Linked DNA regions of Mus musculus: region 2 is linked to region 1. A link is a contact called in public HiChIP or PLAC-seq data. All regions are on one chromosome and are shown on one strand. Each heading gives the region's core, a stretch centred on a gene start, on an enhancer-like site or on the middle of the called end of the contact. The rest is flanking DNA. Distances are from core to core; before and after follow the strand shown. Region 1 holds the start of Comp (cartilage oligomeric matrix protein). Region 2 holds the start of Slc5a5 (solute carrier family 5 (sodium iodide symporter), member 5).

Region 1 (6,346 bases), core at 1,370-3,869:
GTGTGAATATGGGGGGGGCTATGTGTATGTGGGGGCCTACTGTGGGATTGTTTGCATGTATAAGGGGTGATGTGTGTGTGTGTGTGTGTGTGTGTGTGTGTGTGTGTGTGTGTGTGTGTGTAGCTCCCCAGGTCTGGGTGTGGGCCATCAAGCTGGGTCATCTCTCCTTAGAGGAAAATATGGATATAACCCATCTCTGGCTGGATAGAGTCTGCAGTCTATCCTAGCACTTAGGAAATGGAAACAGAAGGATCAGAAGTTCAAGGTCATCTTTGGACACAGAGTTAAGTTGAAGGCTAGCTTGGGCTACTACAGAAGACCCTGTCACAAGAATAGCAAAACAGCCGGGCGGTGGTGGCGCACACCTTTAATCCCAGCACTTGGGAGGCAGAGGCAGGCAGATTTCTGAGTTCGAGGCCAGCCTGGTCTACAAAGTGAGTTCCAGGACAGCCAGGGCTTCACAGAGAAACCCTGTCTCAAAAAAAAAAAAAAAAAAAAAAAAAGGAATAGCAAAACAACCAAACTTACAAAATGCTTGAAGCAAAACCCATTTAGAACATTCTGTGTGTAAATTCCAAGTTATAGAGCCAGGCTGAGATGGGAGCCAGCCCACTAATGATCCTCACAGGCTGTGCAGGCTGTGGGTGCTCTGATTTACAGATGAACACTTACATACTGCATCAAAGAAGAACCATGCTTGGACAGTACTGGAGGCCTGGAGGAGCAAATGTCTGCTGTGGAAGGGCAGAGGTGAGCCACAGGCAGGCAGGCAGGCAGGCAGGTAGTCAATAGGCCTGGGAAGATACCTGCAGAGGGAAGCTGGGGCACTTACAATTGGACAAACAGCCTGGGAGAGGGTCCCTGCCCTATGGAAGCCAGCAGCAGGGGTGAGCCCAGGCTGTCCTCTCCCTGCTGTCCCCTCCCTACTGTCCTCAGCACCAGCTCAGCTCCTTCCCTTCCTTCAGTTCTGACTCCCTTTCCCACAGCTCCCTTTAGGGCCCAACTGTGGCTGTGGCTCCAGCGACATGGTCCTGAGCCCCAGCCCCATGCCTGACTTGTGGCAGTCACCCGTTAGGCTGCTGTGTGCTCTTGCCTCAGCTGCAGGAGGCACTTGGGAGGCCACAAGTCTGCCCAGTAGTGGTGGTTTTCTGGAGAATTCCAGCGCTGGTCAGCAAGAACAGCCCCACACGTGTTTGGAGCCAAAGAAAACAGGAGGTAGCTCAGCCATTGGGACCTGGCCTCTCGGAACACAGCCACCTCCAGCCTTCCTCTGCAGGGCTGTTTGCCCTCCGTCCCCCTCCACCCCCTGCCCCCGTGAGTCCAAAGACAACTTGGGCACTGTTCTTGGCTAGCCTCACTCCCTGATTGTCTTTAAGCCCCAGGATTTTGCCAGCACACTGTATGTGTGGTGTTCATCTATCAAGAATCCCAGGCTCATTCCTACTGAGGACTATTGCTCAGCAGTTCCCACTAGATCCCCACCACCTCTGGGTAATAGTGTAACCATTTCCAGACCCACCTTGGCTGCCTCTGACAGAGGCCGGGGACTGCTTCCTCCAGTGTTCCCCAGCAGATACCTAGTAGGAGATATGACCCACAACAGGCACATTTGTGTAAAACATGGATGTACCAGAAATCTACAAGCACATACCCTCCGTCCGACATGCTCCACCAACTTCCACCTCTTTCCCTGCCCCCACCACTGGAGCTAACCCCCCTGCTTCCTATGACTGATCTTTTTATTCTCTTTGTTCCCTGGACTGTCTGTCTCCCCCAGGCAGCCCTCCATGGTTTCTTCTTGGAGCAAGAGATCTTCTTGGGTTGCAGCAGCCCCAAGTGGGCCAGCCCCCCTCCCCTGAGCCCAGCTTCTCTGTTTACAGATGTAAGCTGTGAGTCCTGGAAGGCCAGGTGGAGAGGGTTAAAGCTGAGGTGTTTTACAGCTCAGAGTGTGGCTGGCCCGGGAAAGATTTTCAGTTCCCAGCCAGTCTTATTTTTATGACAGGCTGTCTCCCTGGTGGCTGGGGAACAAAGCTTAGTGCAGTCCAGTGAGAAGAGAACCCCAGGGAAGCTGAGGTTCCTTCCTCCACCCCATCCCCAGCACCACCACTGCCTCCTCAACAGTGCAAAAGGGGAAGTTGAGGCAAGGACATCGTTTATTCAGAATTCTGTTTGTTTGAAGGTGCGGGGAGGGGGGCGGAGGAACCCTCACAACCTCCTGCTGACCTGGGCTGAGTCACACCCATAGGTCCCTTTTGCAGGACTTTGAAGTGCGGAGGGAGTGTGGGAGCCAGAGTGGGTGAGTTGGGACCTTTTGAATACTTATGACTTTGTTTCCCCAATGCTATCTACGGGGACAGATGAAGATTGTCTTGCATACAACAGGCACTCAGTGGTGAACCAGAGTGAGTGGAGAGCCCCAATTTACTCTTCAAGGCTCATGCCTTTCTCTCCTCAGACCCCACCATATACTGATCAGCTGCGGGTCATCCCGCAGGGCTGTGGGGCGCGGCCCTGAATGCAGAGCCCGGCCTGTTTACCTTGTGGCGGGCTCTGGGCAGGGCCGCGGGGGCTGTCCCGGACCCGGCGCGGGGATAAATAGGCCGCGGGCTCGAAGGCGCAGACAGCAGCTGCAGCTCCGCCGCCATGGGCCCCACTGCCTGCGTTCTAGTGCTCGCCCTGGCTATCCTGCGGGCGACAGGCCAGGGCCAGATCCCGCTGGGTAAAGCCGCTTAGTAGGGGACATGGTTGGACAGGAGGCCCCTCCAGGCTCATGATTCTTGCTCCTCAGAACTTGGGGTCTGCTCTCCAGGAACGTCCGGGGTTCCTGAAAAATGAAGCGGCGGGTGGAGCTTGGATGGCCCCGGAGGTGGCGGGAGGGGTGATGGAGTGGTTGGGTCGCCCATCACTGGCCCCTGTGGACGCAGGTGGAGACCTGGCCCCACAGATGCTGCGAGAACTTCAGGAGACTAATGCGGCGCTGCAAGACGTGAGAGAGCTGTTGCGACAGCAGGTAAGGAAACAGAGACAGCAGCGTGGAGACAGAACAGGGACAGGGGCATACAGAGAGGACTAAGAATGGTAGAGAACAGAGAGAGAGAGAGAGAGAGAAAGGCAGCGCGGGGCAGAACAGGTGCAGAAGGCACATCGCAGTGACGAGCGGGGAACAGAAGGGACAGAAAAGGACAGAGAGGAAAAACAGAGCAGGGAAGAGAGGACAGGGCGTGGGACAGAGAGGATGGAAACAGGGGCAGGGACAGGATTCTGGGACTAGATGCACAGAGTCAGAGATAGGGAGACAGGGACTCTGGAATGGGTTTGTGCAAAGGCGGATGTAAAGGGGGTGGTTGTGGGCACCGGGCTTCCCAGGAAGAGGGGTCGTGGGAAGAGGAGGGGGACCGAGAGGAGGCGCATGGGAAGGGGTCCCGCTGACTTCCTGCCCGGCAGGTCAAGGAGATCACCTTCCTGAAGAATACGGTGATGGAATGTGATGCTTGCGGTGAGCATAGACCGGACCCAAGGGCAGGAGGAAGGGTGGGGGCACAGAGCGAAACGGAGGAAAAGGGCTGGGGAAGGAAGCTGGCGGGGGCGAAAGCAGACAGCGACAGAGCGGACTGGACGACGGAGAGAAGGCCTGGGAGATGCGCGAAGACCAACGACAGGGCTGGCAGGAGGACCGCACGGCCGGAGGGCGCGCGCTCGGACCTGCCCAGTCCCAGCTTGGGCTAAACCGAACCCCCCGAGGGGCGTGGTCCTGAGCGGCCCCACCCCGGGAGGGGTCAAGCCCATCTTGTGGGCGGGGCCGGACAGGCGCCTCCTCTGGGCGTGGCCCAGGTTGGCTCCTCTCCGGGGCGTGGCCTAACTTCTGCGGGTCCGCAGGAATGCAGCCCGCACGCACTCCAGGCCTGAGCGTGCGGCCAGTGCCGCTCTGCGCACCCGGCTCCTGCTTCCCCGGCGTAGTCTGCTCCGAGACAGCTACGGGCGCGCGCTGCGGCCCCTGCCCTCCTGGCTACACCGGCAACGGCTCGCACTGCACCGACGTTAATGAGGTGCGCGGGCTCTTCACACCCCCGCCGTCCTGTCCCTACCCGGGCCGACCCCACCACAAATTCCCTCCATCCGACGACGCCCCCCTCATCTACTGAGGGTGTTCTCCTGGACCAGCCCCTCGCAGCCCGGGGCTCCAAACCAGAAGACCTCACGTCTAACAGGGGGGGCCCACCCAGGCCAACTCCATCACTCTCTCAGACACACACTCTGACCACTCCTTTTGTCCCTACCGACGCCCACCCCAACGACCACTTGGGCGCCGGGGGTGTCTCTCTCCAACCCTCCTCACCACTGGGACGTCCTCGACCGGACCACGTGTCTACTTTGGAGAGTCGCCCTCCCCGACGGGGCAATCGCCGCCGTGCCTGCACGCCCAGGCGGCCACTTCCTCCCTCGGCTGGGGATGCCCGCCCCACAAATTCATTTCCTCATCCCTAAGAGGTCACAACTCCATGCCCATAAAGGCAAAGTCGTCAGCGACCCTCGGGTTCTCTATCCCGTGTGGCACCCTATTTCAAGAGCTGGCTGAAGATGGCCCTTAAGCGCCCTGGAATGCAGACGCATGTCAATCTGCATTCTCTGCATTGAGTTCGAGCCCAGCCTGGTATACATGGTGTGTTCCAGAGCAGGCAGAGCTAAGCAGTGAGATCTTGTCTCCAACAAAACAAACCCCTGTCCACATCCGGGAAGCCCCAAGGTGCGGCTCTGGCGGTCCAGCTTGGGGCCTCTAATCCTGTGTGCTTCTTTCTCACAGTGCAATGCTCACCCCTGTTTCCCGCGGGTGCGGTGCATCAATACCAGCCCTGGCTTTCACTGCGAAGCCTGTCCCCCTGGGTTCAGCGGACCCACCCACGAGGGCGTGGGACTGACCTTCGCTAAGTCCAACAAACAAGTAAGGGAAGCTGGGGACTCTACATTTATGGCAGAAGGGAATGAAAGGCATTTTGTCCAGAAAACTCACTCCAAAGAGAAAGTTCTTGCAGCGGGGGTGGGGTGGTGGACAGGTTGCAAAGAGGCGTGACCCATGGGAAACGTGTGTTGTCTGCCCGTTGTCTCCATCCTTCAGGTTTGCACGGATATTAATGAGTGTGAGACCGGGCAGCACAATTGCGTTCCCAACTCCGTGTGCGTCAACACCCGGGTAAGGAAGGCAGGGATGGTGAGGTTGACTCCATCAAGGCCCAAATGGGTGACCCGCTGACTGCCTGCGCCTGCACCTAGGGCTCCTTCCAGTGCGGCCCCTGCCAGCCCGGTTTCGTGGGCGACCAGACGTCAGGCTGCCAGCGGCGTGGGCAGCACTTCTGCCCCGATGGGTCACCCAGCCCGTGCCATGAGAAAGCAAACTGCGTCCTGGAGCGGGATGGCTCGAGGTCTTGCGTGGTGAGTGCAGAAGCAAAGGTCGTGGAAGAGGGGTCCCGGAGCTCCGGCGTACGTGGACATTTCCACCGTCTCCCCTATGCAGTGTGCAGTTGGCTGGGCCGGCAACGGGCTCCTGTGCGGCCGCGACACGGACCTGGACGGTTTTCCTGACGAGAAGCTTCGCTGCTCAGAGCGCCAGTGTCGCAAGGTGGGCGTGACCAGGAGGGCGTGACCGGGAGGGTGTGGTGAGCAAGGTAGACACGAGCCTTACCCCACCCTACCCCCCATCCCTGCTTCCCAGGACAACTGCGTGACGGTGCCCAATTCGGGGCAGGAGGATGTGGACCGGGACGGCATCGGAGATGCTTGTGACCCGGATGCGGACGGGGATGGAGTCCCTAACGAGCAAGTAAGGCTGTGTAGGATCGTCCGTGGGCAGGACTTGGTGGCAGCGTGACCTCTAAGGTCACGCTAGTTATCTAGCTTCCAGCAGAGGGACCAGACCTTCTTGGAGATGGGCTGGTCTGAAAAATGGGTCTTTAAAACTTATTTATTTATGTATTTATTTGTGGGTATGTGCACGCACGTGTGTTCTCGCGAGTGTGACACAGTGTGGAAGACTAAGGGTTACTTGCAGGAGTCTGTTCTCTCTTTACATCGTAAGCTCCGGGAAGACAGAACTTTTTCTACTTCCCTGTCTGGCAACTAGGACATGATCTCTGTCTCATGCTGACTTTGCCTTCTACTTGCCCTGCCTTCTAGGACAATTGCCCGCTGGTTCGAAACCCAGACCAGCGTAACTCGGACAGTGATAAGTGGGGAGATGCCTGCGACAACTGCCGGTCCAAGAAGAATGACGATCAGAAAGATACAGACCTGGATGGCCGGGGCGATGCCTGCGACGACGACATAGATGGCGACCGTGAGCATGGCTGGGGAG
Region 2 (6,740 bases), core at 2,470-4,969, 520 kb after region 1:
CCTCCAAAAGGAAGAGTCCAGCTATCATTATCTTAAGTGTCCTGTCACACTGGCTGCCTGAGGTCTTCCCTCTCCTTGATGTTCCTAGGGCATTTCTGTGACTGACTCTCAGTTGAAAGGTCCTCTGGCTGCTCTCACTCCACTATGGCTCCCTACTGCCTGCCTCCCAGGCTCACCCCCCCCCCCCAGCTTTCCTTGGACCAGCCTCTGAGCTCTCTGCATCAAAAGCCTGCAGCCTGTGCCTTCTAGAAGGAATGCTTTTCTAGCCCCACCCCACGATGGGAAAGCTGAGCAGAGCTCACCTGATCGGGGGCTGCGATGCGGCCTGTGAGGAGGGGGTCGCAGTCCTTGTAGTAGACAAACATGACAATTCCACAGCAAGCTGCACTAGCCACAATCAGGAAGAGGCCAAGCTGGTTGACAAGCAGGGCACTGGGGGATGGAGTGGCCTTAGGAGTGTGTGGGGAGGGCCAGGCTGTCCCAGCAGCCTCTGTGTGGGTCCCTCACTGCACACTCGCTGCATACTCACAGCTTGGCCTTTCTCTCCGTGTGACAGGCCACATAACGCTGCACCTGGGCTTGGTTCACACCATACATGGAGAGCCACACCAGGGAGCCACCTACTACAAATGTCCAGAAGGTGTAGCGGCTCCGAGGGTCAGGGTCAAAGCTGAGTAGGGAATGAGGCAGGTTAACAACCATGTGAGGAAAACAAAACAAAACAAAACAAAACAAAACAAAACAAAACAAAAAAACAAGAAAAAAGACCAAGCCGGGCAGTGGTGGAGCATGCCTTTAGCCTTTAACCCCGGCACTTGGGAGGAAGGAGGATTTCTGAGTTTGAGGCCAGCCTGGTTTACAGAGTGAGTTCCAGGACAGCCTGGGCTGTACAGAGAAACCCTGTCTCGAAAAACCAAAAACCAAAACCAAAACCAAAACAACAAACAACAACAAAACAAACAAACAAACTCAACAACAAAAACAACCATGTGAGGATGTCACCCTCCCCAGATCACCTATGCCTTTTCTAGATCCTAAGGGGACATTTGCAGTGAGTTTTGAAGTATGAGTAGGAGTTTTCTATGTTGAGTTTTGTTCCCCTCTGAGACACAGTGCTGGGAAGGCTGAGGGACAGAAGTGGGGCTAGCCTGGGCTGCACAGTGAGGCACCATCTCTCACTCCATCAGGTTGATCCGGGAATGGTTTTGAGCGAGACTGAGCACGTTCCAGGGGCCCCCCATGAGCATGACACCTCGAGCCAGGATCACCCAGAAGCCGACGAGCATTACCACAACCTGGAACACATCTGTCCAGACCACGGCCTTCATACCACCCTGTGTGGGAGAGGGGATACAGGTCACAAACCCGCCCAGGGCTGCTGGGGCAGGGCTGCGTGGGGAGAAGGCTGAAGAGCACCCCCAGCTCACCCTGCCTGGCTTCCTGTGGCACATCTGTGAAATATTGTGTGTTTCTATGGTCAGTCAGAGGATTAGATAAGGTAAGGGGGAACAGACGCAATGGCCCCAGGCATCCCAGCAAACAATCCAACACCCAGTATTATCATTATCCCTTTTTGTTTATTTCTGGTCCATGTAGCTCAGACTGGCCTAGAACTTACAAGCTTCCAGCCTCCCCAATGCTGCTGTGAAAGGAGCCAAGCAGCTACTTCTGATTCACAAATGTATTTCTCCCTGCCATTCATAGAAATCTGAGCCTCCATCGCCGTACATAAACAGCAACCAGAACATGCCAGTCCCTTAGGTGGCACAGCCAATCAGGGGACCAGGAGAAGACTAGGCCAGAGTCTCAGGCAGATCCAGCTGAAACCAGTTCACTGCTGGGCAGGAGCCAGGAAAGGCAGGGGGCCAGTTTTGGCACCAGAGTGACCATGGGAAGGTAAAGCTCTGTCAGGGCTGCTGGATCCAGCCGCACCTGAAGCTCACATGTCTATCAGTCTTTATGTAGGAGAGGACACGGGCACAGTTAGGCAGGCTGCGGCTACCTCAGGTGCCAGGAAGCTGGAGTGGTGCTGCCTGCCTGAGGTTTTCCGCGTGTCAGCCACCACAACCCACTTACCACGGTCGTGTACAAGGTGCAGATGATTCCTGTGGACAGGAGCGATGCCCAGATGTCCAACCCGGTCACTGCAAAACACACCCCCTGTCAGGTCTCCCTCATCCTGCCTGCTCATGTAGGGTCCAGCCTGGGCTCCTGGCCCCTCCCGCTCCCGACAGCCAGACCTTGGTTCAGGATGAGCGCAGGTGCGTAGATCACGATGCCAGTATACAGCATCTGTGGGTGGGGAGGTCGGTGATGGCAAGGGGCGGGCAAACGGGTTGGAGGCAGAAAGAAGAGAGCGCGGATCAGGCAGAAAGGGCGGAGCCAGGTTGCAAGAAGGTGTTTTTAGGTAGGATGGGGTGGAGCTAGGTGAGAGGGTGCCCATAGGCAGAATGAGGGCAGAGCTATAGGCGTGGTCCTTGTATGTCCCAGAGAAGCTTAGCTCAAGCTGGAAGGGGGCGGGGCCAGGTAGGATGAGGGGTGTGGCGTGAGGTCAGGTTGGAGCGGGCTATGATAATTGCTCGTGTGGGCGTGGCAGGGCGGGCAGCTCGCTCACCGTGGCCACCAAGTACTGCAGCGTCCCGCAGAGCCGGACCGCTCGGCTGAAGCGCAGTTCTAGGTACTGCAGAGGGAGCCAAGGGCTGGAGGTTACCGGGCAAGTGACCCCTCAGCCATCCTCACTGTTTCTACTCTGTTCCGGAGTGCCCAACTGAGCTTACAGAGTCTCTGTGTAGGTTAAGCCGGCTTGGAACTCGCAGCAATCCTCCTGCCAAAGCTTCTCTAGTACTGAGATATCACACATGGGACTTCATATTGTCGCTACACTTGTTGGACCGTTGTTTCAGGGTGCCTAGTTGCGCCCTCAGATTTGAAACTGGGGTATCCCTAGGGAGTCCAAACTGGCCTGGTACTCATGGCAATCCTCCTGCCTCAATCTCCCTAGTGCTGAAACTGCAAGTGGATGCTATTCCGTTTTCACTACAGTTGTTGAGCGTTTGGGAAATCCTACACCTCACTGCAGGCGTTTGAACTCTGTCGGGCGCCGGTGGGTGGCTGGTACGGGCACTCGCAGGGACAGGTGTCAGCGGGAGGCCACTGCCCCGAGGCTGCTGCGAGCTGTGGGGCCCGGACTGGCTCTTCCTCCTTCCTGGCCCTGCCCGGTGCCCGCGGCATCTTCCCGGAACCTTCCCATGGGACCAAGTCCCCTACCTGGTAGGTGCTGGTAAGGCCCAGGCGGTAGAAGATCGGCAAGAAGAGCAAGGCTGTGAGCAGCGAATTGAGCAACTGGCCCACGCACATCCACAGAAACTTGAGACCGTAGCGCGCTGCCTCCGCGGGGACCCCGAGCACCTGCACAGCCGACATGAAGCTAGCGGCCAGCGACAGCCCCACAGGCACTGCCGCCAGCTGCCGGCCCCCGGTGAAGAAGTCGTCGGCGCTGCGCTGGCCGCCGCGGGCCAGGCCGACCCACAGACCGATGCCCGTGGACACCAGCAGCATGGTCGCGAACACGCCGTAGTCCCAGGGGCCGAAGGTGGCCCGGGCCCCTGCCTCCGCGCCCTCCATGGAGACAGGTAACTCGGAACGGAGAGGATGCGGAGGACGTCGGGGACTCTCAGAGCGAGCGTCGTCGCAGCGCGAGTTCCTGCTGGGCCGTCGACCCACAAGCTTTTCGCGCGGCGGATTTATTGGGCTCCGGGGTCAGCGCGGCCCCGCCCCCAGCCTGGGAGGCGGGCGCGACCCGCACCCTTTCCGTCCTGGGGCGAGCGGGCCTTCAGGGGTGCGGGCAACGGGGTTGGGGGGACACTAGCGTCTCCTGACACTTTCTCCCACATCTAGGGCTTGTTCCGTGTAGAGTTGTGAACAGACAGGAAGGGCCTTGGACGGCTCAGACCTCCGCTCCCCTCTGTTCACACAGCCTGCGGGAGTTAGGAACCAGAGCTACGAGGAACCCAGGACTGGGGTTCACTTTCGGGGACTTCCGGGCCCCATAAGGAAAAACGAGACTCGAGCCTTCCCCCCAGAGAGCATCTGCCTTTCTCCGCAGCGTGGGAGAAGGAACTGTCCACCCTTGCTAACCCGGTGGGAGGCACTCAGGTTCTCTTTGGAGAATTTCTTCCTTCTGTTTAGGACTCAGTTTCCCTACCTGCACAGGGCAGTCTGGACCTATGGTTGTATGTGTGTGTATGTGTGTGTGTGTGTGTGTGTGTGTGTATGCGTGTACGCACGCGTTTGAGGCTGAGTCTCATGTAGCTCAGGCTGGTATGGAGTCCTGACCAAGGCCCACCCTACCGGCAGGAACACAAGTGTGCACTACACCTGACCTGGCTGTCCTCCCCTTTCCTGTTCTCTTCCTTTCTTTCCCACAGGCTGACCACAAAGGTGTGTCAATCCTGCCATGGCTTCCCTAGTGCTGGGATGACAAGTGAGGGTTCATTGGATACCCATTTCTCCCTTCTTGTCGCAGGTACTTTGGCATACCTGGGTCCAGAACAGAAGTTTGCTGATAGTGGCTTTCAAGGGACCCAGGGCTTGGGATGATGCAGAACTGTCACCGGGACCCTTTTCTGGAGAACTGGCCGTTTCTGGGGTGTTCAGGGTTGATTCCCTATTGAGCCACGTCTGTACTTCCCGGGTGGTCTGATAAGTAAAACTAAGGCACACGCCCCCTGGTGGCCTCATATGCTGTATACTGGCTGGACTGCCTGCCTGGAGGTGCTGGTTAGGAGGGAGGCCTGGCTAGGGCAGTCTCCTAAACCTAGGTGGCAGGCGGGCTTGAGGGCATTACTGATGAGGTTGAAAGGGCTTTTCTCTTCTTATTAGACTTTATTTTATATTTACATGTGGGTACACTGTAGCTGGCTTCAGACACACCAGAAGGCGGCACTGGATTCCATTACAGATGGTTGTGAGCCACATTGTGGTTGCTGGGAACTGAACTCAGGACCTCTGGAAGAGCAGTCAGTGCTCTTAACTGAGCCAATCTCTCCAGCCCGGGGTTTCAGGTTTTTGCAAGGCTTCAGAATGGGTAGAACTAAGATGAGATGACACATGTATTCTGAATGGGAAGAAGCACTAACGCAGGAGGGAGGGAAGAGTCTTCCCGAGGCAGCGGGACTGCCATGTTGGGACAACACTTGCAGTCATGACCTGTGCCTAGCATCAGGGAGAGCTGGGGCTGGTCGTGTGCCTACCCAATGTTTCTTTTGGTGTAGCCCTGACTGTCCTGGAACTCACCTTTTAGACCAGGATGGCCTCGAACTCAGATCTGTCTTTGCCTCCCTGAGGGCTGGGCTTAGTCTCACACCAGGTATCTTCACAAACTCCCCAAAACAAAACTTAATTATGCACGTGGGTGAAGGGGAGCTGTATATGAATTCTGGCGCCTGCAGAGGCATCTGATATCCTGGAGCAAGAGTTACAGATGTGGGCCTAATACAGGTGCTAGGGACAAAACCAGGTTAAGAGAAGGAACTTTTCATGGATTCTTCAAGGTTCCAAAGCAGCAGCCACTGGTTCTACTCTGCACAGGGAAGCAATGCAGTCTGAGGGGTCACCCATTCCTTTGATGTGGGACCAATGGACTTAATGGGAAAAAGAATCATCTATAGACCAGATGCCCTCTTATGGCTTTCACATGTTATCTTCTAAGTGCCATTCACACATTGCTATCCCTGAAAGTACTCTGGGCCATGTGTAGACATGGAAATGTCTACAAGGGGCCAGAGGCAAGTCCCTCAGAGGTAGCAATTGTAGGCAACTGCAGTAGGTTCCTCCCTGTGACAGAACAGTCCCAGGAAGCTTCAGGCCTGTGCCCTTTCAAGATTGGGCACCATGATGATGCCGTGCTGGCTGCACCCAACAAAAGGAACCCCCATGTTTCCTCCATCATTCACCAAAGCGTAACCCTGTCCCCATCTAAAGCTTGCAAGCTCACTGTGGGGCTTGGCTGGCCTCATTTCCACCTAGCTGAAGCTTAGAGCCAGCAGGATAAAAAGCTCAACCAGGTCCCCAGGCTTGGATTATAGTCATGTCTGGAATTCTTAGGCCTGAGACAGCAGCACCCTGGAGTCCAGAAACAGACTGCTACCCCTCAGTGTCACAGGCAGGGCTCAGGCTATGTCCTAGACAAATCGTAGTGGGGCTGAAGCTAATCTAAGGGGATACACACCTATGGAAAGATGCCACTGAGCAAGGCTGACAGGCAGGTGAGCAGGGCTAGCATGTTGTTAGGGACGGGACCAACTGGGACCTCTCCAGGGACATAGAAGCAAACAAGCAAGGACAGTCTCAAGTTTTTATTCAGTGGGTCTCTGTGTCTAGAAGAAGGTGTTGGGCCTCTTGGTGGTGAAGCGTGGCTTGTGCTGGCGCCGCAACACACGGTGGGGCAGTGGGAATTTGATCTTGGAGTCCTGTGGGGAGGGAAGCAATCAGTGTCCAGAGACTGTCCGTGTGCAACCACCCCCTGCAGCCCTGCGTCAGCCCCACACTCGGGGTCACTCACGTGGAACTGCTTGACAGCTGGCCGGCGGCACTTGCCAGCTGCAATCTCTTCCACCTTCATGATCTGGATGGAGTGGGCACGGGCACGGTGTCGGGCACCCATGTCTCGGTCTGTGGAAAGAAAAGAAAATCAGCCCCAGCCACCCAGAATGCCCCCACATTCTGTAGAGCCTACTGAT

The links. HiChIP or PLAC-seq counts read pairs in DNA pulled down with a chosen protein or histone mark.
Region 2: an H3K27ac HiChIP or PLAC-seq map of embryonic stem cells shows a contact between it and region 1, with 5 read pairs. The contact joins the promoter of Slc5a5 here to the promoter of Comp in region 1. A contact is called at or near these places in 1 of 39 promoter capture datasets (pre-B cells), 1 of 115 datasets of contacts at active chromatin or transcription factors (embryonic stem cells) and 1 of 9 other capture datasets (adipose tissue).

The regions. Positions count from the first base shown.
Region 1 is chr8:70,370,929-70,377,274 of GRCm38.p6, forward strand. Comp (cartilage oligomeric matrix protein) reads left to right here and starts at 2,620. Exons shown (of 19, transcript NM_016685.2): 1 at 2,620-2,719; 2 at 2,925-3,010; 3 at 3,445-3,496; 4 at 3,877-4,046; 5 at 4,802-4,939; 6 at 5,114-5,188; 7 at 5,269-5,427; 8 at 5,510-5,614; 9 at 5,708-5,815; 10 at 6,169-6,328. The coding sequence starts at 2,644. It overlaps Gm51533 (a long non-coding RNA gene), which reads right to left and starts at 3,932. Exons shown (of 4, transcript XR_003947399.1): 1 at 2,538-3,932; 2 at 1,520-1,577; 3 at 673-806.
Region 2 is chr8:70,889,038-70,895,777 of GRCm38.p6, forward strand. It overlaps Slc5a5 (solute carrier family 5 (sodium iodide symporter), member 5), which reads right to left and starts at 3,720. Exons shown (of 15, transcript NM_053248.2): 1 at 3,268-3,720; 2 at 2,615-2,680; 3 at 2,241-2,292; 4 at 2,077-2,144; 5 at 1,180-1,334; 6 at 530-670; 7 at 303-432. The coding sequence starts at 3,624. It overlaps Rpl18a (ribosomal protein L18A), which reads right to left. Exons shown (of 5, transcript NM_029751.4): 4 at 6,563-6,672; 5 at 5,685-6,470. The coding sequence ends at 6,378. Mir7067 (microRNA 7067) reads right to left here and starts at 6,533; the gene lies at 6,471-6,533. It overlaps Snora68 (small nucleolar RNA, H/ACA box 68), which reads right to left; the gene lies at 6,722-6,740.